Linked DNA regions of Mus musculus: regions 1, 2, 3, 5 and 6 are each linked to region 4. A link is a contact called in public promoter capture Hi-C data. All regions are on one chromosome and are shown on one strand. The core of a region is the stretch at or near the end of the contact, and the rest is flanking DNA. Distances in the headings are between cores, read along the strand shown.

Region 1 (3,660 bases), core at 890-3,389, 1.0 Mb after region 4:
CGGAGCTGGGCTGACCGAAGCAAGTGGGCTGAATGGAGTGAGCAGGGTTGAGTGATCAGAAGTCCTAAAATTCAATTCCCAACAACCACATGAAGGCTCTGGTTTTCCCATTAGAAAAGGTAGAGACAGCCGCCTTTAATCCCAGCACTCAGGAGGCAGAGGCAGGCGGATTTCTGACTTTGAGGCCAGCCTGGTCTACAGAGTGAGCTCCATCTGTACAGCTACAGTGTACTTACATACATAAAATAAATAAGGCTTTTTTTTTTAAAGGTTCAACAGGAGTGAGTATAGACATACAAAATCTAATAAAAACTATTACTTTGAATAGCCAATGCTTGCTAATAAAAACTTTCTGAAAAAAAAAACAAAATGGCGATAAAAGTATCTAATTCATAGTATTTGTGAAGATTAAGAAAAGGAAAATACCACATTAGGAATCTAGCTCAGAGGAAGAACACTTGCCGCAAGTTCCCTTTGTAGTGACAAGTCTGGAATTTTGGTTTCTTTAAAGAACACAGAAACAGTTTATTTTTTTTTTTGTTTTAATCCCAGGTGTGGGGATGTGGGGCTGCTTTGAGCTGTCTAAAGCAGCTGACTATGATTTGCCTCATGCCCTAGCAGAAGTGGTTTTTGTCAGCTGTAGATAGTTTCTGTGACATTTGGAATTCTGGGAACTTCTCAGAGGGTATATATAAATGCTAGAGCCCCGTCTTCAGGGAGGTTGGAGGCAAATTGTTAGTAGTCTGACCATACACTGCACCAAAACCTCCAAAATTGTGAGCTAAAACTCCTTCCATATTTACCTCATTTTTCGTAGCAATGACAGTTTAACATCATCTCTAAATACTGTATATCTTTTAAATAGCCAAATCCACTTTCAAAAGGCCTACATCAATTCTGTTTATTTATTTTGATACACGTTCTCACTGTGTAGCTCTGCCTGGCCTTGAAAGAAGAGATCTATTGATCCATGCCTCTTGAGTATTAAAGGCCTGATCAATCACACACAAAGTTTTTGTTTTTTGCTTTTTGTTTTTTTTTTTTTTGGAGACAAGGTCTCACTATGTAGTCCTTTTTGGGCTGGAACTCAGAGATCCACATGGTACTGCCTCCCAAATGCTGGGAGGGAAGGTGTGTATTACGACACAAGCAAAAGAGAAAGAAAGAAAACCAATCCTAAGGGGCGTGGGTTGCACATGCTTACTTATAATCCCAGCACTGGAGCGACGGAGGCAGAACTGCTGTGTGTCAGAGGTCTGCTTGGGCTCCATAGCCCGTACTATGTCAACCAGAGCTACACAGCAAAACTATCTCAACAGAACAAAAACAACAACAGAAATCAGGTAAAATGAGGTCAACTCTTAGAGATGGATCATCCATTCTTAAGCTTACAGTGTGTATGCTCTTCATTACTGCCTTTGGGAGCAGAGCAGACATATACAGTACTCACTTTGCGGCAGTCGGTGGCAGCAGCCTCTGGGTTTTCCTCCTCGTGGACCAGGTCCAACAACTGGAAGCCCGCATCCCCGACAGCTTCTGACCCACACTGAGGCTCCAAACTGTTCGAGGTTCCCGAGGATCGGTGGCTGGAGACCACCCTGTAGCGGCCCTCTTTACGGACCTCGCGCACCGAGGCACGAAGATCGCGGCGGATACGCAGCTGGCTGCTCCGGGACGGGCGCAAGGCAGCCCGCACAAGCTGCTGGATTGGCTCCTCCTGAGGGGCGTCGGGAAAAGAGATGACTGCGACACGGGCAGCGTTCAAAGATCGCTCCCACAAAGAGTCCATTCACCCTTCTCATACCTGGGATCGCACGGTGGCAACCAACTGGAAGACATTTCTCTCCGCCGCCGCCGCCTCCTGGCCCTCTGGCGTCTCCCGAGCCGCCGACTCGACCTCGCTGCTCCGGGGGCGTTTACAGGCCAGCACGAGCGCCTCGGCGGGCTCCGCGTTGCGCTTCCGCTTCACGCGCAACACCGCAGTCCTGCCGGCCTCCATAGCGGCGATCGCGGAGTACTGTGGGAAGGCGCGGGGCGCGACGGGATGTCCATCCAGTTCAGCGGGCGGGGCCTCACGGAACGTCACGCTACGCCTCGACGCCCCACCCACAGTGGGAGAGGCAAAATGGCCGCGGGAGTGGCGGCGAGTGGATCGCTTCCCACAGCGGGTGAGCTGTTGGGCTTGCTGGGGAGGTTGGGCCGTGGCTGGGCCTGGGTGCAGTCGGTCTTCCGGCCTCATTTTTAGGGCTCTGGCGTTGGGGATATTTGGGTTTCCGGTGTACTTATCTTCCGGGCTGCTCCAGAGTCCACGTGGAGTGGTTCAAGCACCCTGAGCAGGTCTGCCGCAGCGGTCCGCGTGGGTGACTGTCCTTTCTCAGACTGTCGCCGGGCGCAGGACTTGTGTCAGAAGCCTCGCCCCAGTCACTCACACCGGGCGGGACCTCAGTTGTATGCAGCGCCCCTAACCCAGCCGGGAACGGTTCGGTCCCGGGACCGTTCGGGCGGTTTTGCTTCGGGATGGCTTTCTCAGTTCGTATTCTGAGCAGTTTGGGAACCATTCAGTTCACGACACTCACCCGGAGAAGCGCCAGACGTTTGTGTGCCCGAGGTGGACATGCTTTTGATTAAAACACTGGAGTGGCCCTCAGTGCATTTTTAAGTGTGTTCTTAGTGAAACCCTAGCGACATCACAGATAAGCAAGTGTCCTTAATCTGTTGCGGAATAACCACTTCTGCGCTTTTACTGTATAATGTTAGCTCATTGCTCGGCTTACCCTGCCTTCTCACTTGCCTTCACTTGAAGGCTGGACCCCGATGGACTTGTGGGGCCTTTTTAATTATGTAGGAATTTCTGAAAAGTGGCGAAACTTCCAAACAGCCCTATATATTTACTGTAGGCCCCCCCTCACCCCCAAATTTTTCTTCAGACAGGAATCTCATTGTGCAGCCCTGACAGGCATGGAACTCATAGAGATGGTCCTGCCTCTGCTTTTCTAGTGCTAGAATCAAAGACATGCAACGACACGTTGTTCTGTTTTGTTCTTGTTTTATGACAAGGTCTCACAGCATTGCCCAGGATGGCATCAAACTTTAGATCCTTCTGCCTCAGTTTCCTACGTGCTGAGATTTTAGACATGAGCTACCACAACTGGCTTTTATTATAGTTTTTGATGGTATATCCTATATAAAAAATGAAAATTACTCTTGTCAGAAATATCAAAATACTGGTTAATTTTCTTTTGAGATGGGCTGTCACTATGTAGTTCTTGCTGGCCTAGAACTTACTATGAAGACCATGTTGACTTTGAACTTACACAGAGATCTGCCTGTCTCTGCCTTCCAGACCTGAGATTGAAGGTCGATGTTATCATTAATAAAGAATTGTAAGTAACTTTGACATTTTTGTCTGTTTCTTTATTTTTTTTTTCTCTTTGTTTTCTTGTCCTTTCTCTCCATCCTAGGCATTATAATTGATTAGGTTTCTGATATCAAGATATCTTCCTAAGAAGTAAATTAACAAGCCTCACGTTTCTGTGCAAACACTGAGGAGCCAGTTGGCACCATGAAGGTCTTCTGTGGCCGTGCCAATCCTACCACGGGATCCCTGGAGTGGCTGGAGGAGGATGAACACTATGATTACCACCAGGAGATTGCCAGGTA
Region 2 (3,827 bases), core at 1,008-3,507, 1.9 Mb after region 4:
GAAACTGACTAGCCCCATAATAATAATAATAATAGTCACCACAATTCCAGTTTGGCCTGAGTCAAGGGAAACTTGCTGGAGAAGACAGCAACAGTGTACTCATATTAAATAAATAAATAAATCTTTAAAAAATACTAGAAGAATTATTTCTAAAAAAATAAAAATAAAAAAAAAAATAAGATTAAGGACAAGCCTGGACTACAGACCCTTTCTCAGGAAAAAAAAAGGACAGCTTTGGACAGGCCAGATGGCATAGCACATAAAGATGCTTGCCACCAAGCCTGGCAAACGTAGTTTGATCCCGAGTGAAAACTGACTCCTTAGTCAGCACAAGGCAGACATACACAGAGACACAGACACACTCACACACACCACTAAACACAATGTTTGGATGGTTGATTGTTTTTCTTTTTTTAAAAGATTTATTTGCTTATTTTATGTATGAGTAGTGTTAGGAAAGACCCACAGGAGAGATGGTTGTGTCATGTGACATGATGGGGTGTCCAAAGGCTGGAGTGATGGATCTACGAGTCACTGGAATTCCAAGGGTGTCCAGCAAGTGTGCCTTCCGCCTAGCAGGCTTCAAGGGAGCATGGCCCTACCAGTAACTTGAGTTTTAGACCTCCAGCCTCTAGAACTCCTGGGGTCTTTTTTTTTCTTTTTGGCATAATTTTTTTCTTCCTGTGAACTCAGAACCTCTGGAAGAGCAGCCAGTGCTCTTAACTGCTGTGCCATCTCTCCAGCATCTCTCCAGCCCCGACTGGTTTTTTGAAACGGGGTCTCTTTATGCTGTCCTGTTGGTCTTGGAGCTTGCTGTATAGTTCAGGCTGTCCTCAAACTCACAAGAGATCCTCTTGCCTCTGGCTCCTGAGCGCAGGTTATTAAAAGCATGTGCCACCATGATCTTTATTGTAGCTATGAGGGAGGGAACAGTCAGAGGCATCCGGAAGAGCCCAGAGCTGAGAAAGAACAGAGTGGACTGAATAGGGTCAGCTGACTGGACCTGACTGTGAGGGGAGCAGGAGCTGTGCAGAGAGGGAGAGACAAGACAAGACCAAGAGGGCACAGAGCTGAAATCGCAGGGTTATGAGGAGAAATGAGTAGCTGGGGAAGGGAAGCCCATGAGTGACGTTTAGGGGAGGGAGCAAAGCGCACATTAGCCCACAGACCTGGAGGCTAGTGTGCGCTTCCCTATGCTGACAGGCACCTCAGACAGCCATGTTCCTTCTGCCAGTGGTAAGGGAAATGACGTGGCTCCTTTGATAAAGGGGAAGCAGCTCCAGAATCTCAGGAAATGCAGTTTCCTTTGCACCTGACACAGAGAGAGAGACCCTGCCTGAAAAAAAGAAGTATCTGGGCATGGCAACCCAAAACTTTAATCCCAGCAAAGGCAGGCAGATCTCTGAGAGTTTGGGTGGGCAGGAGTGTGGCAATCAGAGGACAACTATAAGAAGTCTGCTCTCTTCTTCCACCCAGCAGGAACTGGGGATATTAGCTCATTTGTCTTGTGCACAAGTGCTTTTACCTGCTGAGCCATCTCGCTGGCCCAGAAAAGTTAACAGTTAAAAACTAGCACAAACTTGGTGGTGGTACAAGCCTTTAATCTCAGAACTCAGACGGCAGAGGCAGGTGGATCTCTGTTCGAGGTTACGCCTGGTCGACAGCCTGAGTTCCAAGACAGCCAAGGCAACACAGTGAAACCCTGTCTTGAAAAAAAAATAAAAATAAAAACCATCACAAAACAGGCTTTAGAATCATTCTCTCATAACAGTTACCTGGGATTGAACCCACAGTGTGACATTCACTATGTATACATTAGTTCATTCATTGTCCCCTAAGACAGGCAAGGTAAATACTAATTAACATAACCTATTAAATAGCGGGAAAACACAGCTCCAGGGAGTTTACTTTTTATGGTTAGGTTTACTCAAGTGGGGTACAGATTCTACTTGTTCCCTCCGCCCCGCCCCTCACTCTCTCACAAGGCACGCCCTTGGTCGGCCCCGCCCACCTGGGCTCCCAACTCCGCCCAGAACTCCCCATCTTTGTCCACGTCCAGCCCCGCTCCTCTCCCGGATCTACCAGGCCCCGCCCCCGTCGGCCCCACCCCTCACTCGGCGGCTCCGCCCCTCACTCCGGTTTTACCGGCCTTCGGGCTGGCCCTTTACCGGTATCCCACCAGACCCCGCCCCCGGCAGGCCCCGCCCCTCTTAGAGGAGCGGTGTCTGCAGTTGCAGGCCATGGCCACAGGGCGGCAGCCGCGTGACTCGGGCTGGGCCGCTCTGGGCCGCGCTCCTCGTTCACCCTCGGACTCGGCTCCCACTGCTAGTGGCAGCTCTGCCCGCGCCGAGAGCCGACCTGCCGGGCTCCTAAGCGGCGGACCCACCACCTCGGCTCCTCCGAGCCGGACCGAGGCCGCAAGCAGCACCGCGGGGTGTGGGGCGGACCCAGGATATGAAATGACAACGTCAACCCTCCAGGTACTTGGGTGCGGCGCGCCCGCGGAGGCCCAAGGCGGCAGGGCCTGCGGGCCGCGGAGCGGACGGGCGGTGGCCTCCTCGGAGCCCGGCCTGGCGGTCCCTGTCAGGCTGCCTCGTCCCACCCGCGCTGCAGCCTCTCCCGCGCTCGGAGCCCGAAGGACGTCTCCACTGAGCCCCGGCCCAAGCCGAACCGGCGGGCCGGAGCCCAGGACGCGCAGCCGGGGCTGAACTGCCGCCTTGCAGCGGCGCCGCCTCCCCCTGAGCGCGCCCGGGTCCCGCAGGTCGCTCCGGGAGCGGCGTTCACCCGCTCCTGCCAGGCGCCCTGGCAGCCCCCTGAGCTGCTTCCAACGAGCCCCGGGTTTCTCGGCCAGCCACCCTTCATTCATTCCCTACGTCCTGCAGGGTGATGCTGGGGTGGCGCCGCCCGGATGAAGGAAGGGCTCGTTCTAGAGCTGTCAGAAAGCATAAACACTGTCAGGCCTCAGGCTTGTGTTTAAATCCCAGCCCTGCCACTCACCAGTGTGTCTAGGTTTTGGATGTTGGAATGTTGGATTTCCTCATCACTAAAATAGGCAGTGCCCTTGTAGGGTGGTTGTCAGACGACTTGAGACAATAATTCAGGGAAAGCAATTATAACATAGGTTCAGCATATCATGTACTCGGTAAGCCTTTGCTAATAAAGTAAGCGTTTGGGTGGAACCAAGTAAGACTTTATGAAGGAAGGGACTTTAGCCAGAGCATCAAAGAGTGAGTGATATTTGCATATCTGGTGGTGGTGGTGGCTGCTCCAAGTAGAAATACAGGAGTAAATTTCTGTTCTAGGCTTGAAATTAGATGGAATTCAGAACTAGAACCCACCATTCACTGCAGAAACTGTTCTGTTTGTTCTTAGGGTTAAACCAACTTCGGCCTGATCCCACCTGCCTGGCCAGAGTTAGCACTACATGTGAACCAAGAATATTATCCAACTTTTAGGAAACAGTTTTATGAAGAGCTAGCACTCATGCTATAACGGTCACATATTTAAACTGTACCATCCAGGGCTTTTAGAGGTTTGAATCATCACCAAAGAAACTCTACGCCTTTAACCACTGCTCCTCAGCCCTACTGTCCCATGTAGCATACTCTGTGGCATTGTACGTTGTTGTGTTTGCGTGCATATGTATGTATGGTGTGCATGTGTTGTCTGGGTATGACAGTGCCCGCACACGCATTCCCATGACCTGCCCGTGTGGGGAGGTCCGAGGATAACATGCACGCATCGGTTCTCTTCTGGATGTTCAATTCAGGCTGTCAGACTCCGGTAGGAAGCGGATTTCTTTTTTCCTGGGATTTCCTTTATTCTTT
Region 3 (3,686 bases), core at 374-2,873, 1.5 Mb after region 4:
CTATATAAGCCTGTGAAAAATTTTGGCTGACCGTCGATTCTCCTCTACACCACTAGGTGCCACTAGGTGTATGAGTTTCGACCCCAGAGCTCTGTGCTTTCATGTTGCTGCTTTATTTCGACCCCAGAGCTCTGGTCTGTGTGCTTTCATGTCGCTGCTTTATTAAATCTTGCCTTCTACATTTTATGTATGGTCTCAGTGTCTTCTTGGGTACGCGGCTGTCCCGGGACTTGAGTGGTCTGAGTGAGGGTCTCCCCTCGAGGGTCTTTCACCATCACCCAACAAAACCAAGATATTCCAATGGGGCTGTCTGTAGCTAACACATTCACAGATACAGGATATGTGTGTGTGCGTATTTATCTTTAGATTAAAGAATTATTTATTTTACAGTTATGAGTATTTTGCCTGTACGTGTGTCTGTGCCCCACATGAGTGGCTGGTCATCTTGGAAGCCAGAAGAGGGCATTGGATCCCCTAGAATTGGAGTTATACATGGCTGTGAGCCACCTTGTAGGCGATGGGAATTAAACCTGGGTCCTCTACAAGAACAACACCACGGATCCATCTCTCTATCCCAGTGTGTATTTACTTTTAAATGTCAGAAAAAGGAATCAGTAATACAAAGTTGAATATTTTTTGTTACTGTTACTTTTGGGGAGAAAGTTATGAACTTGTCTTGCCACGTCAGCTTCCCTGAACGCTGGTGTCATTGGTGTGAGCTTCTCTTTCAGGGTCTATGTACATCTGTGAACTTTATTTATTGTGTTTCTTTCAGTACTTGAAAATTTACATACTAAAATGTGTATTATTTTTACGAGAAACTATTTCTGTTCCCTCCCCCACCCCCTGGGTTGAAGTACTGAGGACCAAACTCATGGTTGTGTGCTAGAGTGTTATTACTGGATAACATTTCCAATCCTTCATAGCTTTTAGACGGTCTCACTAAGCTGCCTTCACTGGTTTTGAACACGTGATTCTCTATAGCTGAGATTTAGAAGCATGGGCCACCATGCAAGACTACTTGTGTTTTTTTTCTTTTTGTTTTTGAGTCAGGGTCTCTCAGAGTTCCTGGTTGGCCTTGAGCTTACTATGTATGTAGACCAGGCTGACCTTTGGTTCTAAGTACTAGACTTAAAGATACATGTCACCACATTGGTCTTTTATTTTACCTTTTCAATTATATTTTCTTTCTTTTTTTTTTTTTTTTAAAGATTTTATTTATTTATTATATGTAAGTACACTGTAGCTGTTTTCAGACACACCAGAAGAGGGCGTCAGATCTCGTTACGGATGGTTGTGAGCCACCATGTGGTTGCTGGGATTTGAACTCTGGACCTTTTGAAGAGTAGTCGGGTGCTCTTACCCACTGAGCCATCTCACCAGCCCCCTATATTTTCTTTTAAAAAATATTTTGTAAGTTATGCTTGTGCATGCGTGTGTATGCGCATGAGTTGCTGGACCTGAGTTTGCAGGCTGGTGTCTGATAGGGATGCTGGGAATTGAACTGGGGCGCTCTGGGAGAACACAAGAAACTGTATCTTGTTTTTTTTTTTTTTCCCGGAGAAGGGGCGTTCCAGACAGAGTAGGCCCCGCCCCAGGTCTTGGGCCCCGCCCTCCAGCAGAGGACACGCCTCCGCCACATTCAAAATGGCGGCCGCGCTGGCCCACTTGGGTGTTTGAGCACGTCGCAGGTCGCTCCACTCCAATCATGGCGGCCTCCGGACCGGCGGCGGCTGCGCCGAGTGGCGTTCTGGTGACATGTGGTCTGGAGCAGGTTCTGGAAGCGCTGAAGTTGCTGCTGAGCCCGGGAGGTGAGAGGACGAGTCTCGGCGCGGGGCTGGACCTGAGGCTCGCGGGGTCGCGGGTCACCCAGGCTCGCCCTGGCTGCTACCGCATGTTTCCCGCAGGCCCTCCCGGCATCTCCATCCCCACTCCCGGGAGCGCTTGGGCTCTGTGCAGTCTCACTTAAAACTTAAACTGAAGCTCCAGGAAAGGGCCTGCAGTCCGCTGACCGCTGATGCCGGCCGAGGTCCGTTGGGCGCCTCGCTGAGCAGCGGCTTCGGTCCACTGTTTGCTCCAGCACAGCCCTGACACAGGGACTGGAGACGCCTTCACACAGGTGTAATGTGATGTCCCAACCGCTTGAGGGCTCCGAGCCTGGTGTGCACGCTTGAGATTTGTACAAAATGCCAAGTGACCAGAGATGCCCAGCAGGGACGTTTTTTGGCTGAATTTGAGGAAGATTTTTAAGGGTTTCTGTTTTGGTATCAGAGGTGCACAGTCACCTTTAATCACTTGTTGAGTTAACTTCCCAGTTTAGTATTTGAAGAGACCTTGGGAATAGTGAGACCTTGCATTCTCACTGTTGAGTCCCAATTTGTGGTGGTTTGAACTGCCTCTGCCTCCCCAGTGCTGGGATTAAAGGCAAGCATGACCATTCACACCTCCTGCCCCTTTCTTTCTTTAGACAGGGTATCACTGTATAGTTAAGGTTTGTCCTGGAACTCACACCTCAAATCAGGTGGTTATATTAGAGGGATGTCCATGGACCTAGAACTCAGTTCTGCCTGATCTCCTTGTCAGACTAAGGCAGATTATTCAGAATAGAACTTCTGATGGCATCTGGAAACGTAGAAGGGTGTAAGAAAATAGGATCCTAATTATAAGCACAGCATGTCTGGGTGCGTGTAGAATTATCAAGGTAAAGGCAACGTGTGTGATTACAAGGTGAACACTCTCGGTCTTAAATGTCGACCCCCAAACTACAGCTGCAAACATTACAGAGTACTTAGTGGGACGTGAAAAGCAATTAGTAGTAGATGATTGCCTACTAAGCGCCAGTCCCTATAGTCCATTTACTTGTAGATCATTTAGTCCTCACAGCAGTCTCCTAAGTATTAATAGGCATTAATTTTTGCAGAGGAACATACATGTACATTGGAAATTGCCCAAAGTAAATCAAGTTCGTGACAAACCTCAGTTCCTTCACTAAAAGCTTGCAAAATATACTCTCTTGCCCCAATTAAGAGTCAACGGCAGGATACGTATTTTATTTATTTATGTTTGAATGCCTATTTCTGTGAGTGTATGTATGCTGTGTGCATGCAGTAGCCCACAGAGGCCAAAAGAGGGTGTCAGTTTATCTGGAACTGGAGTTACAGGCAGTTGTATCACATGGGTGCTAAGACCCAAACCCCAGTGCAGAAAGTGGTCTTGCCCAATGAACCATCCTTCCGGCTTCCACATTAAAAGGAAAAAGAAAAAAAGATTATTTTATTTTTTTAATAATATGTATGTGTGGGTATGTATGTGTGAGTGAAGTTATCCAGAGAAACCAGAAGTGTCAGATCTCCCTGGAGCTGGAGTTATGGGCAGTTGAGGCATCTGACATGGGTACTGGGAACTGAGCTTGTACCTTCTGTCTTTTAACTTACTAATGGAGAGATCCCTTGTTCAGCATTTGGCAGTCGTAGCTATTGGGTTGGTTTAGTTTTGATTTGTTTTTTCCCCCAGTTTTGAGATAGGGTCTCATGTACCCCACATAATGAAGGGTAATCTTGAATTTCTGTACCATATAATGAACTTAAATTTCTGATTCTTTTACCTCAGTCACCTGAATGCTGGGATTACAGGCCTGCAGTGTCACACTGGTTTATGTAGTACTGGGGCATCAAACCGAGGGCATC
Region 4 (3,462 bases), core at 651-3,150:
TGGGATGGAGGGTGCCTGCCCCAAGAAGGAGATAATTCCATATTTGCTAATGGAAGGAGTATGTCTTTTAAAACCATCAACCTAATCACCTCCTTCCTCCTTTTTTGATTCTCTTTTTTGGCACAGGTCCTCGGCTCAAGAAATCTTCCCACCTCGGTGGCCAAAGTCGCTGGCACTGTAAGTACGTGCTGCTTACAAATTTCACTGCTAAAACCCCTGACCATGAAGGCTGGGACTGCAGCTCAGTGGTAAAGCGCTTGATGAGGTGAATCCCTGGGTTTGAACTGCACCGCCTAGACTGTGGTGGTTTGAGTGAGAAATGGCCCTCCCGTAGGCTCAGATGTTAGAATACTTAATCCCCTGTGATGGCACTGTTGAGGTGTGGCCTTGCTGGAGGAAATGTGTCCCCAGGGCCATCTTTGAGGTTTCAAAGCCACTGGCATTCCTAAATCTTATTCTGCTTTCTGATTAAAGATGTGAGCCCTCAGTTTCCTGCCTCTGTCACCATGCTCCACCGTTCAGGGATTCTAACCCTCTGGAGTGGTAAGCTCACACAAACTCTTCTTATAACGTGCCTTGGACATGGTGTTTTATCATGGCAGTATGTTTTACTCAAAACACACACACACACACACACACACACACACACACACACACACCACTCCCACCAACAAACCTTTAATTTTGGGTAATCAACTCTCCAGACTTCAGTTAAGATGATTAACCCTCCTAGTTTGTTAGGGACTGAGCAGCTTCAGAAGGCTTGGGGGGCGGGGGGAGGTCATTGCTAAAAATGAGAGCTGTCTATGGCAAACTAGGACAGTTCCTTACCCACGTTTAGGTCCCTATCTAATAAATGAGATTGGGCTGGACTAGCAGTGAAATTCTGCCAAAATCTGTATTCAAGCAGGCATTAACAACTGACCTCAGAACTGATTCCAGTGACTTATGAGTATCTTTTCACAATCCTTAGCATCTGGCCAGCTGCTGCCAAGAGTTGGCACTTACCTGCCATCCTTGAACTGAACTTTTAACAAACTGCGATTTTTAAGGATCAGAGTTTATTGAGGGTCAGCTTTAGCTCAAGCTCTGCTGCAAACCCCGAGTCTGGTTTTCTTCTGCTCTGGTAAGTTCTCTAGAACTTGCAGATCTTGGATTTTTTTTTTTTTTTCTTGTTTGATTGCACATTTGGGTAAAAATATGGACTGGCAACCGGTTACATATAATTAAGATAGTTTTCCTTTAAATGATGTGCTAGATCTACATAAACACTCTCCTACTAACGCCATGAACTTATGAGTGTGCATTTTAGAAATTACTAATCTGAGACTTACTGGTCTGGTACTTGTCTAAACCTTGTCTGCAGGCAGAGCTACACGGAATCCTAAGGCCAACCCCGTTTCAATAGCCACCACCTTTTTACACCATGATTTGGTTAGATGCTTACTTCCACCTTTCAGTGCACAGTCCACATCCCTCCCTGTATGCAAAGTCCTCTAAGATTTAGGTTTCCTTGAATTCAAGTGGCCCTTCTGGGGGTGACTCTGCGTGGCTGGCTGGGGAGCCAAGAAGTTCCAGATCGCTCACAAAGGGCCAAAAAAAAAAAAAAAAAGGTCTGCGGGTCCGCTTCTAGTTGCTAAGAGAGGGGCGGATCCCTTCTGGGCGGGTTGTTCGCAGAGAAGCCCGCGGACAGGCAAGGGGAAGTGCTGAGGAAGGAGCAGGGTTTCACTGCAACCCAGCGGCCCCGCAAGCGGGTGGGTGGCGCATGCGCGGCGCGGGTCGTGGAGTTGTGAATGGTGCGTCTTGTTTGCTAGAGTTTGAGGCGGGCGGGCGCGCGAGGAGGAGAAGGAGGAGGAGGAGGGGTGGGGCCGGCGCGGGGCGGGAGAGCGAGGAGGGCGGCGAGAGGAAGTGGCGGCCGCAGCCGGGGGAGGCTGGAAGCTGTGTCTGCGCGGGCGGGCGGGAGGGAGGACGGCCGGCAACGGCTGAGGCGGGCGGCGGTAGCGTGGGTTGGGCTCCAAGCACACGGCCGCACCTCAGCCTCCCTGGAGCGGGAGGCCACGCGGGCGGGCTCCTGAAACAAAGAGAAGCGGGAGTCCGGGTGCCGCGGGTGGGCGGTCAAGGCGGTCAGCACCGGAGCCCGCCAGCGGGTGCCCGCGCGAGCCTGGGGAGCGCGGCCGGCCGGCGCGGCCTGAGGGCGGGAAGATGCCGCGCGTCGTCCCGGACCAGAGGAGCAAGTTCGAGAACGAGGAGTTCTTCAGGAAGCTGAGCCGCGAGTGCGAGGTGAGGCGGTTGGGGAGGCGCGGAGGCCTCGGCGCGCCCCGAGTGGGCCCGGGGAGGAGAAAAGTTTGAGCGGCTCGGTTGCCGGGAAGCCCCCGGGACGGCGCGCCGGCCGAGGGGGAATCTCGCCCCGGCAAGCAGTCCGCCCACAGGCTCTGCTTGCCCTTATCGGAGCCGCGGGGAGCGGGCGGGCGGGCCGGCGGGTGCCGCCGCGGATTTGACTCCTGATTTCGGGGCCGTCTCTCTGCCTTGCAGATTAAGTACACGGGCTTCAGGGACCGGCCCCACGAGGAGCGCCAGACACGCTTCCAGAACGCCTGCCGCGACGGTCGCTCGGAGATCGTAAGTCGCCGGGGAGGGACCCCCCCACCCTACCCCCGGTGCGCGCGGGGAGGCCGCGGGGACCCAGGCGCGCGCCAGTCACTTGTTGCGCGCGGCCCCGGGCGTGTTCCGGACGGCGCCGCGGACGCTGCGGCTCCCGGAACTGAGCCGGGGGCGCAGGCTCACTTCCTTAGTCCGGATTCGAAAAGCAAGAAAGAGGCAGATGCTGGCGGGGCGGCTCGGCTCGGCCCTCGGGCGGACCCGCCTTCTCCTTGGCCCGCCGCGATGGTTCGGTTCGTGGGATGGTTTGCGTGTCCTAGTGCCGGCTCGGCAATCCGAGCGGAGCTCCAACCGGAGCTTGGCGGAGGTTGTCGCCTAGGCTGTGACCTCCGCCAGACATCGGGGTGCTTGTAGGAAGGATACAGCCCTACGTGTAAAGAATCATTGGAGGGGGATCAGCGATAGGCTTGTTTCTGAGAAGCGAGATTGGTAAATCTATATGAGAAGCTATCTCCCAGTACAGCCGAGAGTAAATCTATTCCACTTATCTGTTGTCCTAATAGAAGAGAGAGACTGTCCTAATAGAAGAGAGAGACGAGAGAAAGGGCCCCAGTGGATGAACAATTTTCTTTTCTTAAAATGTTAAGAATCCGAAAGAAATCTATATTTTCCTTTTTCTAACCTCGATGTGCCTGTCTGAGTATTGGAGTTGCTAAAGAATTGCCTGGTGCTACACAGACAAATCCCATAGTTCATCTAGAGGTTCCTGTTTTATATTTGAAGACTGCTATGGACTCGGCAAGTCCTGGGTTGAAAAATATCGAAGTGATCTAGTTCCTCTCTTGCCTCTTCGTTATCCTCCTT
Region 5 (3,483 bases), core at 18-2,517, 1.0 Mb before region 4:
GCAGAGCTGTGGCCTCTAGTCCTAGCTCCCTGGTTTGGACCTATCCTGGTCTTTTGTTTGTCCACAAAATAAATGAAATGTCTGGGTTTGGACAACGGGCCCACCCAAGCCTTTTCTGACCTCGCTGCTCAAACGGCTCAAGCTTCCCCCCCCCCAACCCCCAAAACAGACCCAGTGAGCTGAGATCAACCCCTCTATGTGTTCAGAAGGGAAGCCAGTCAAGGATGCTGAGTCCCAAATGAACGGTTGCCCACAGAGGCTGGGAGGGGCTCTAACCCTGACTCTCCACACCTAGCAAAGCTGAGGTACAAAGCCTTCTGCTTTCTCCTGGAGGCTGTTTTGTCCCCACCTCCCAGTTGGCGCCTGCAGCTGGCTCAAGTCTCTTCCACAAGGTCCCCAGGGCTCCTCTGCTTCCCCAAGGTTTTTATCATCAACATGTTCAACTCTTTGTCATCATGTTTTATTTTCAAGAACTGCCTTCCAGCCAGTGGCAGGCGTCAGAGTTTCAGGTGTCCTTCCTTCTTCAAACCTCAGCTCCCTCATCAATAAAGTAAGGGCTTGGAGAGGGTTGGCAACAACTCAATTTATGGATTCCCTGGTCAGATTTACCAACTGTCACCCTGGACAGACCCCTGCAGTCTCACTAAGATGTATCAGCCCTGAGGGACTCTCCCTGATGAGTAAATGTTCCAAGTGATTCTACCAGTAACTGTAGAGCACACCAGCATATTTAAATGTGCGATAAGCAGAGACCTTGTAATAATAACAGGCCTAGGAATGGGCTGCGGCATGCCAGAGGCCGCAAAGTGGGGTGCATACAGGGAAGGAGCTGGAGCCCAGGTCCCTCCCCTGAGCCAGGCATCTTCCAAGGTAGGCTTGCATCTGCCAAGACTGAGCACCAGGACAGAGGGCATCAGGTGGGCAAGGGAAGAAGAAAATAAGCCTGCTGATAGCTCAAATTGAAGGCCTTGGTCAAGCCTACGTGAAGAGAATTCGAACAGCTGGGAACCAGTGGCCTTGACGGGCTCCTCTGCCCAAACCAAAGGCCAGCAGCAGCCTGTGTCCCTTCTGCTGCCTCTACCCTGCCTTCTGCCCTTAGCTCTTGCCTCTGTCCAACCTTTCTGGCTGTCCATCTCTGACATATGGTTGGTTCACCCTTCTCTGCACGTGTCTGTCTGTCCACCCTTCACAAGTCCTCCTGGTGTGCCGGCCTCCCTACATCCCTCGGCCTCCCCGCCGCCCTGCCCCGCCCGCCCGCCTGCCCGCTGCCCGACGCTGTGTGGGTGTCGGGCTGGCTGTGCGCAGAGGGGCGCGGCTCGCCGCTCCCACCTCCTCCGCGTCCCCATCTCAGCAATGACCCGGGCCGTGGCGCCACCGAGCTGAGACCGGGGAGCCGCGCCGCCGCCGAGGAGGGCCCAAGAGGGTGACGGTGGAACGAGCGGCGGCGCGGGGACCGCGACGGAGGGACGGGCGGGGCTGCTGTTCCTGCTGCAGGGCAGGGCAGGGCAGGGCAGGGCCCCGGAGACCGCCGGCGGCTGTTTGCCCGCGGATCGAGGGCGCGGGTCCGTTCTGCCCGGCCCCGCCGGTGCGCCCCGCCCCTGCACGCACAGCAGGCCCAGGCGAAGCGGCTGGGACGCCCCAGCCCAGCCGGAGCGCCACGGCATCCGAGCGGGAGCCGGAGCCCGAGCGGGACCGGAGCTGGAGCCGAAGCTGGAGCCGGCACTGCGGCGCACGGAGCGGAGCGCCGCAGCCAAGCCGAGTAAGGGGCGCGGGGCGCGGGGAGGGCCGCAGACGGGGGTACCGCTGCTTATGCACGCAGCTGGGGACGCGCTGGGCGGCGGGGGACGTGGTCCCGAGCGGAACCTCAGCGCGCGAGGAACTGAGCGGTTTGCCCGAGACTCCTGCGGTTCCTGATCCCGCATCCTCCCCACACCCGAGAGGGTCACCGGGACCCGCGAATCCCCGGGGAAACGCGAGGAATCCGAGGTCTGCCTGAGTCTCAGACGAGTATCCTCCCGGGATGCAAGCCCATGACAGGGTCCCCAGCCCTGTGCCCTCGGTTTGGAGGGTCGCTGACCAGTCCACTCAAGAAAAGATACTAGGGCACACTCTTGTCTGGGGTGAGAGGAGAGGGACTGGGGTTTTACAGAGTTTGAGCCTGAACCCTCTCCCACCACCTTAAGCCAGGAAGTTTGACAATTCAACGGCCCAGTCACTTGGACCATGCCTCATTTTGTCTTACCTAGGATAGAAAGAGCATCCTTGCCGCTCCCCCCACCTACCCTCTCCCTTCATAAGGAAGACTTTCCTGTGCAGTCCCTTGCAAAGGACCCGAAGCTGAATCCGAGGTGGCAGTTCCTCTGACTACGCAGCACTAAGTGGTACCTGCCACTCTCCCCTTCCCAAGCTCGGCAATGCCCACCCTTGCCCCCCCCCCCGCTTCCTCCTTTCCTGGTTGTCCTTCGGGCTCTGTAGTCTAGGGACAGGTGCGTAGTATCGACCCTGGGCTACGTTTCTCAGCCACCCCTGTGCCAGCATGGGCAGCCAAACCCAGCCTGGGAAGGGACGAGCACAAGTGACATACTAGAGAATCGGGGAACTCTAAGAGTCCAAGTGCACCTGAGGGCCAACAGACGGCCCTCTAGACTCTCCTCAGTGATAAGGACTGCTTACTAGATGACTTCACCACTGAGTGACTCAGTTTCCCTCTTTGAAACGTATGCATGATTCTGTTTAGTAGACTGTGCAGGGTCTTTGGAGCCATGAGACACTCTTTTAGCTGATTTCCCAGCTGTGTGACCTTAGGCAAGACACTTGACTTCTCTGAGCCTCAGTTTCCTTCACCTAAAAATGTATGGAAGATCGTTAGACGAGTCTTCTGCGGAACCTGACACACGTCTATCCATTGACTGCATTTGGCCACAGGTGTTTCCTGAGGCAAAGAGAGCTTGATGTGAGGCGACATGGTGCTCCCATCTTTCTCACCCTCTGCGTCGGCCTTTGGTTCCCTGTGAATCTCCTGACATCTCCTTGCAAAACAAGACTTTCCTTTAGCCTCTCCCTTTTTCGCAGGCGCGTGCTGACATCTTCTGCCCCACCCAAACCTTTCCTATGCTGCTGTCCAGGTTCAAGAGGCTCACTGACTAAAGGGGACACTCTACCTTTTTTTTTTTTTTGCCTTTGGCTGGCACTTGCCACCCCAGACTTGAGACCTCCTACATTGCGTTCATACTCTGTACAAAGGAATTTACACACTTCGATCTACTCTGGATTAGGTGAAGAGAGGATTGCTCGCTGTGGGTTGACTTGGGTGAGCCACAGGTGATGGTTGGTTGCAACAGGTATCAGGATGCTCAGCCGATGGGACAGTGAGGTTACCAGGAGCCGCAGAGGTGCCCACTGAGATTCCTTGCTGACTATCCAGGCCATTACTTTAGGTCACAGGACCCCATGATGAACCTAGTGAAGGAACCGGAGCTGGTG
Region 6 (3,847 bases), core at 118-2,617, 1.8 Mb after region 4:
CATGGTGACCTGAGTAGAGAAGATTGTCCTCAACAGTGGGAACCGGCACCATCCAATCAGGTGAGGGCTGCCAGGGAACAGTAAGACGCGGTATACTCACTCTATGAAAACTGGGACATCGCTCTCCTGCCACACTTCAGGGCTCCTGGTTTTTCATGGACTGGGCCAGCTTTTACATAGTAGCTTTCCACTCCGACCCTGCTCCCCCGCTTCTGCCCCCTCAGGCCTCTCTGGTCTTCTGATAGCTTCAGATTTCTACCTAGTCCTCAGGTCTTTGGATTTGGATTCAGAGCCTTTTTCTGCAGATGGCAGATTGTGGAGTTTAGCCTCATAATCTTGTGGCTAATCTCGCACAATCTTTGTTAACTATATATACCCGTTGGTCTGTGGGGAACTCTAAAACATCAGCATGCTGCAAATGTCTTTGACCTTGCGCACTGTGGGTTCCCAGTGCTTAAGAAGACAGGTCCCGGGCTGGCGAGGTGGCTCAGTGGGTAAGAGCACCCGACTGCTCTTCCAAAGGTCCAGAGTTCAAATCCCAGCAACCACATGGTGGCTTACAACCATCCGTAACAAGAACTGACTCCTTCTTCTGGTGTGTCTGAAGACAGCTACAGTGTACTTACATATAATAAATAAATCTTTAAAAAAAAAAAAAAAAAAAGAAGAAGACAGGTCCCCTCTAATTACAGGCCAGCAGACAGGTGATTTTTAAAAGCAGTGACAAAGTCTTGGATCCACACCTTTGATCCCATGTCACTTATGCTGTGTCCCCTGCTTGTGCTCACACCAAGACTAACCAAATGTTGTTTTATCCTGTTCTTAGGGAGGTCTGCAGTCTTTTTAACCACAGAGAATCACACCTAGCTGGTTGCCTCTGTTTTTCTTTCCCATTAGACCACAAGCTCTCTCGGCTGAGGTGCATTTTATTCAGTGTGTCTCTAGGGCCTTAAAAGGAGCCCAGCACACCTCTGAGCGCTCAGGGCTGCTTTTTTTTTTTTTTTTTTTTTTTTTTGCAATGAACCAATCAATGCAAGAATGAACGCGCCAACCCGGCCCTGCAGGATCGCAAAGAGCCTCTCTACAAGCTGACTTTGCTCTCCCTGCCCGGGCAGCTCTCGTAGAAGAGGTGAGGAGTTCGAGGAGGTCACGGAGAACCAAAGCAAAGGACGGCGGGGTGCCTCGCTGCACGAGGCGCTGCCCACCTCCGAAGAGCTTTCAGTGAACCAGGACAACCTCGCCTCCCGGAAGCGGCCTCGCCGGCCTTCCCCCCGCCCCTCCGGAAAGTGGGCGTGGCCCTCATGAATAATGAATCGCCGGGGGGAGGGGAGGGGTCCGCCCCCCTCGGGCGGGAAGGGGGAAGCGCCGAGGCTGCCTGACTGGAATCGGGGGAGCTGCAGCAACGGCGGCTGCGGGAGCAGGGCCGGCCATGGCGGTGTGGACGCGGGCCACCAAAGCGGGGCTGGTGGAGCTGCTTCTAAGGGAGCGCTGGGTGCGGGTGGTGGCCGAGCTCAGTGGCGAGAGCCTGAGCCTGACGGGCGACGCCGCCGCAGTCGAGCCTGAGCCGCCGGCGGCCGCCTTCAACGGTCTTCCGAACGGCGGCGGCGGCGAGTCTCTGCCCGGGAGCCCGAACCGTGGCCTGGGGCCGCCCAGCCCTCCCGCGCCGCCCCGCGGTCCCGCGGGGGAAGCGAGCGCCTCGCCGCCCGTGCGCCGAGTGCGAGTGGTGAAGCAAGAGGCGGGCGGCCTGGGCATCAGCATCAAGGGCGGCCGCGAGAACCGGATGCCGATCCTCATCTCCAAGATCTTCCCGGGGCTGGCGGCCGACCAGAGCCGGGCGCTGCGGCTGGGCGACGCCATCCTGTCGGTGAACGGCACCGACCTGCGCCAGGCCACCCACGACCAGGCCGTGCAGGCGCTGAAGCGCGCGGGCAAGGAGGTGCTGCTGGAGGGTGAGCGGGGGCCGAGCGGGAGGCGGCGGGGTGGCGGCCTGGGCTCGCCTGCGCGCACTTTGTTTCTGCCCACCCTGACGCCTGTGCGGGGCTCGCCGGTTCCCTCCGCCCCGGCCACCAGACCTCCTCTTGTGGGGCTCCAGAGTGTGGAAAAACTGAGGCGTCCAGCGAGAAGAAAGTTGGGCAGCCACCGAAGTGTTACTTTACCGCCCCTTAGCGAGACTCAGCTGAGATTTAGGGGGTGGGGGGAGCAGCAGCCGCGTGCGAAGCTCACCCCTAAGTCTTGCACGATAAGCTGACACTAAGCACTAACTACCGGGAGAGCGATCGGCTCGAGTTCTTTAGTCTCCTTTTTTTCCCTGTTGGGAAGCGTTGGTTGGACGCTTTCTTTAGTCACCTCGGGCTCCCCGGGCGGGCCGGTCTATTAAATCCATCCACACCGATGCCAGCAGTTTGCTTGGGCAAACCACCAAAGCACTGGTTAATTTATGGGAATTTAACCCATCATTGGCTCTCAACAATAACCAGAGAAGATCACAGCACTTTGTGGAAGGCAGAGAGCTGATACAGCAAGTTTGTGAGGTTAATGAGCCTTGTTTAACAGTGGAGGCTCACGTGTTTGAGCATTTTACTGCCAACTAGAGTTTCGCCCCTTTTGCAAGAGCCCGGTGCCAGCTTCCTATCGCTGGCAGGCGTGCTGCCGCAAGACCAGTAGACATTTTATAAGAATCCTGAAACGGGTACCATCACATATGTGTGAATAGCCTTTACCTTAAGTGTAGATGCGATCTTGTGTGCAGCGTTTCACGCGTATCGATGTAACTGAGGCAGAATTAAATCTCATCTCCAAAGACTCATACATGTTGAAGGTGATGGAATATTGTAAGTGAGAAGCCAGTTGCTTGCTTTAGAAATAATTGCAAGACCAGCTCCGTTTTTCGCTGTTGAGTCAAGTCATTCCAGGAGCATTTATTGCTGCTAGCTGTATAACAGAGAATGTGAAAGGTGCTGTCCCTGTTGTATCTCTGCGGTGGGAAATGATAGAAAATGCAAAACAACTTCTAGGGAGGAATAACATCAAGTGCTTGACTCTGGTACAAGGTACAAGATGCTAAGGGATCACAAATTTAAGGCGTATTTGCTGGTAGCATTTTGGCGTGGTTTACAGCCTTGTACTCAAGAGGCAGAGACAGGCAGATCCATGAGTTTAAGAGGAGCCTGGTCTACGTAATGCGTTCCAGGACAGCTAGGGCTACGCAGTAGGACTCTGTTAAAAACAAATCCAGAAAAGAATTTGATGGAAATGGGCTTAGTCCAGGAGGGCTTTCCAGGAAGTGGTGGATATAAGTGTGCAGAGATGAGTCAGGAGGGATTGCTGGCAGGAGAACTGAACGGAGGGGTTGAAGTTGGGGAGAAAACCACCAGACTAAGGGCAGAATTAGAACTTAGGTTTTTTCTTTGTTTGTTGGCCTGGAATTCAGAGATTGACCTGCTAAGTGTTAGGATTAAAGGCATGTTCCACAGTGCCCAGCTTGCGTGTGTATAGTGTGTGTGTGTGAGCATGTACACATTACGGCCAGTCTGGCCTCAAGGTGGTCATCTTACCAACTCAGCCTCATGAGTGCTGGGATTGACAGGCATGTACCTCCATAGCCCGTTCAGTTTTCTCTTAAAAATTTTAAACTTTTTTTTTATGCATATGAGTGTTTTGCCTGCATTTATATAGCGTATTATTATAGCTGTGCCCCACATGCGTACCTGGTGACCTTGGAGGCCACAAGAGAGATCCACTGGGACTAGAGTTACAGATGATTGTGAGCCCAGAGTGGGTAATGGGAATCAAACCTGAGTCCTCTGTGAGAGCAGCATACTTACCTGCTGAGCCACCTCTCCAGCCC

The links. Promoter capture Hi-C pulls out the DNA fragments that hold promoters and counts their contacts. Capture Hi-C pulls out chosen DNA fragments and counts their contacts.
Region 1: a promoter capture Hi-C map of pre-B cells shows a contact between it and region 4, with 3 times the contacts expected there. The contact joins the promoter of Prmt7 here to the promoter of Cbfb in region 4.
Region 2: a promoter capture Hi-C map of adipose tissue shows a contact between it and region 4, with 2.9 times the contacts expected there. The contact joins the promoter of Vps4a here to the promoter of Cbfb in region 4. A contact is called at or near these places in 2 of 9 other capture datasets (adipose tissue and liver).
Region 3: a contact with region 4 is called in a promoter capture Hi-C map of pre-B cells, with 3 times the contacts expected there. The contact joins the promoter of Tango6 here to the promoter of Cbfb in region 4. A contact is called at or near these places in 2 of 39 promoter capture datasets (liver and pre-B cells).
Region 5: a contact with region 4 is called in a promoter capture Hi-C map of hippocampal neurons, with 2.4 times the contacts expected there. The contact joins the promoter of Bean1 here to the promoter of Cbfb in region 4. A contact is called at or near these places in 2 of 39 promoter capture datasets (hippocampal neurons and stem cell-derived epiblast-like cells).
Region 6: a promoter capture Hi-C map of pre-B cells shows a contact between it and region 4, with 3 times the contacts expected there. The contact joins the promoter of Sntb2 here to the promoter of Cbfb in region 4.

The regions. Positions count from the first base shown.
Region 1 is chr8:106,208,915-106,212,574 of GRCm38.p6, forward strand. It overlaps Prmt7 (protein arginine N-methyltransferase 7), which reads left to right and starts at 2,140. Exons shown (of 18, transcript NM_145404.1): 1 at 2,140-2,168; 2 at 3,462-3,657. The coding sequence starts at 3,563. Slc7a6os (solute carrier family 7, member 6 opposite strand) reads right to left here and starts at 2,019. Exons shown (of 5, transcript NM_001007567.2): 1 at 1,805-2,019; 2 at 1,451-1,717. The coding sequence starts at 1,999.
Region 2 is chr8:107,029,012-107,032,838 of GRCm38.p6, forward strand. It overlaps Vps4a (vacuolar protein sorting 4A), which reads left to right and starts at 2,258. Exons shown (of 11, transcript NM_126165.2): 1 at 2,258-2,480. The coding sequence starts at 2,460.
Region 3 is chr8:106,681,445-106,685,130 of GRCm38.p6, forward strand. It overlaps Tango6 (transport and golgi organization 6), which reads left to right and starts at 1,624. Exons shown (of 18, transcript NM_173037.1): 1 at 1,624-1,811. The coding sequence starts at 1,709.
Region 4 is chr8:105,168,774-105,172,235 of GRCm38.p6, forward strand. It overlaps Cbfb (core binding factor beta), which reads left to right and starts at 1,901. Exons shown (of 6, transcript NM_001161458.1): 1 at 1,901-2,280; 2 at 2,533-2,619. The coding sequence starts at 2,203.
Region 5 is chr8:104,169,246-104,172,728 of GRCm38.p6, forward strand. Bean1 (brain expressed, associated with Nedd4, 1) reads left to right here and starts at 1,268. Exons shown (of 5, transcript NM_001141924.1): 1 at 1,268-1,759.
Region 6 is chr8:106,934,373-106,938,219 of GRCm38.p6, forward strand. Sntb2 (syntrophin, basic 2) reads left to right here and starts at 1,368. Exons shown (of 7, transcript NM_009229.5): 1 at 1,368-1,949. The coding sequence starts at 1,430.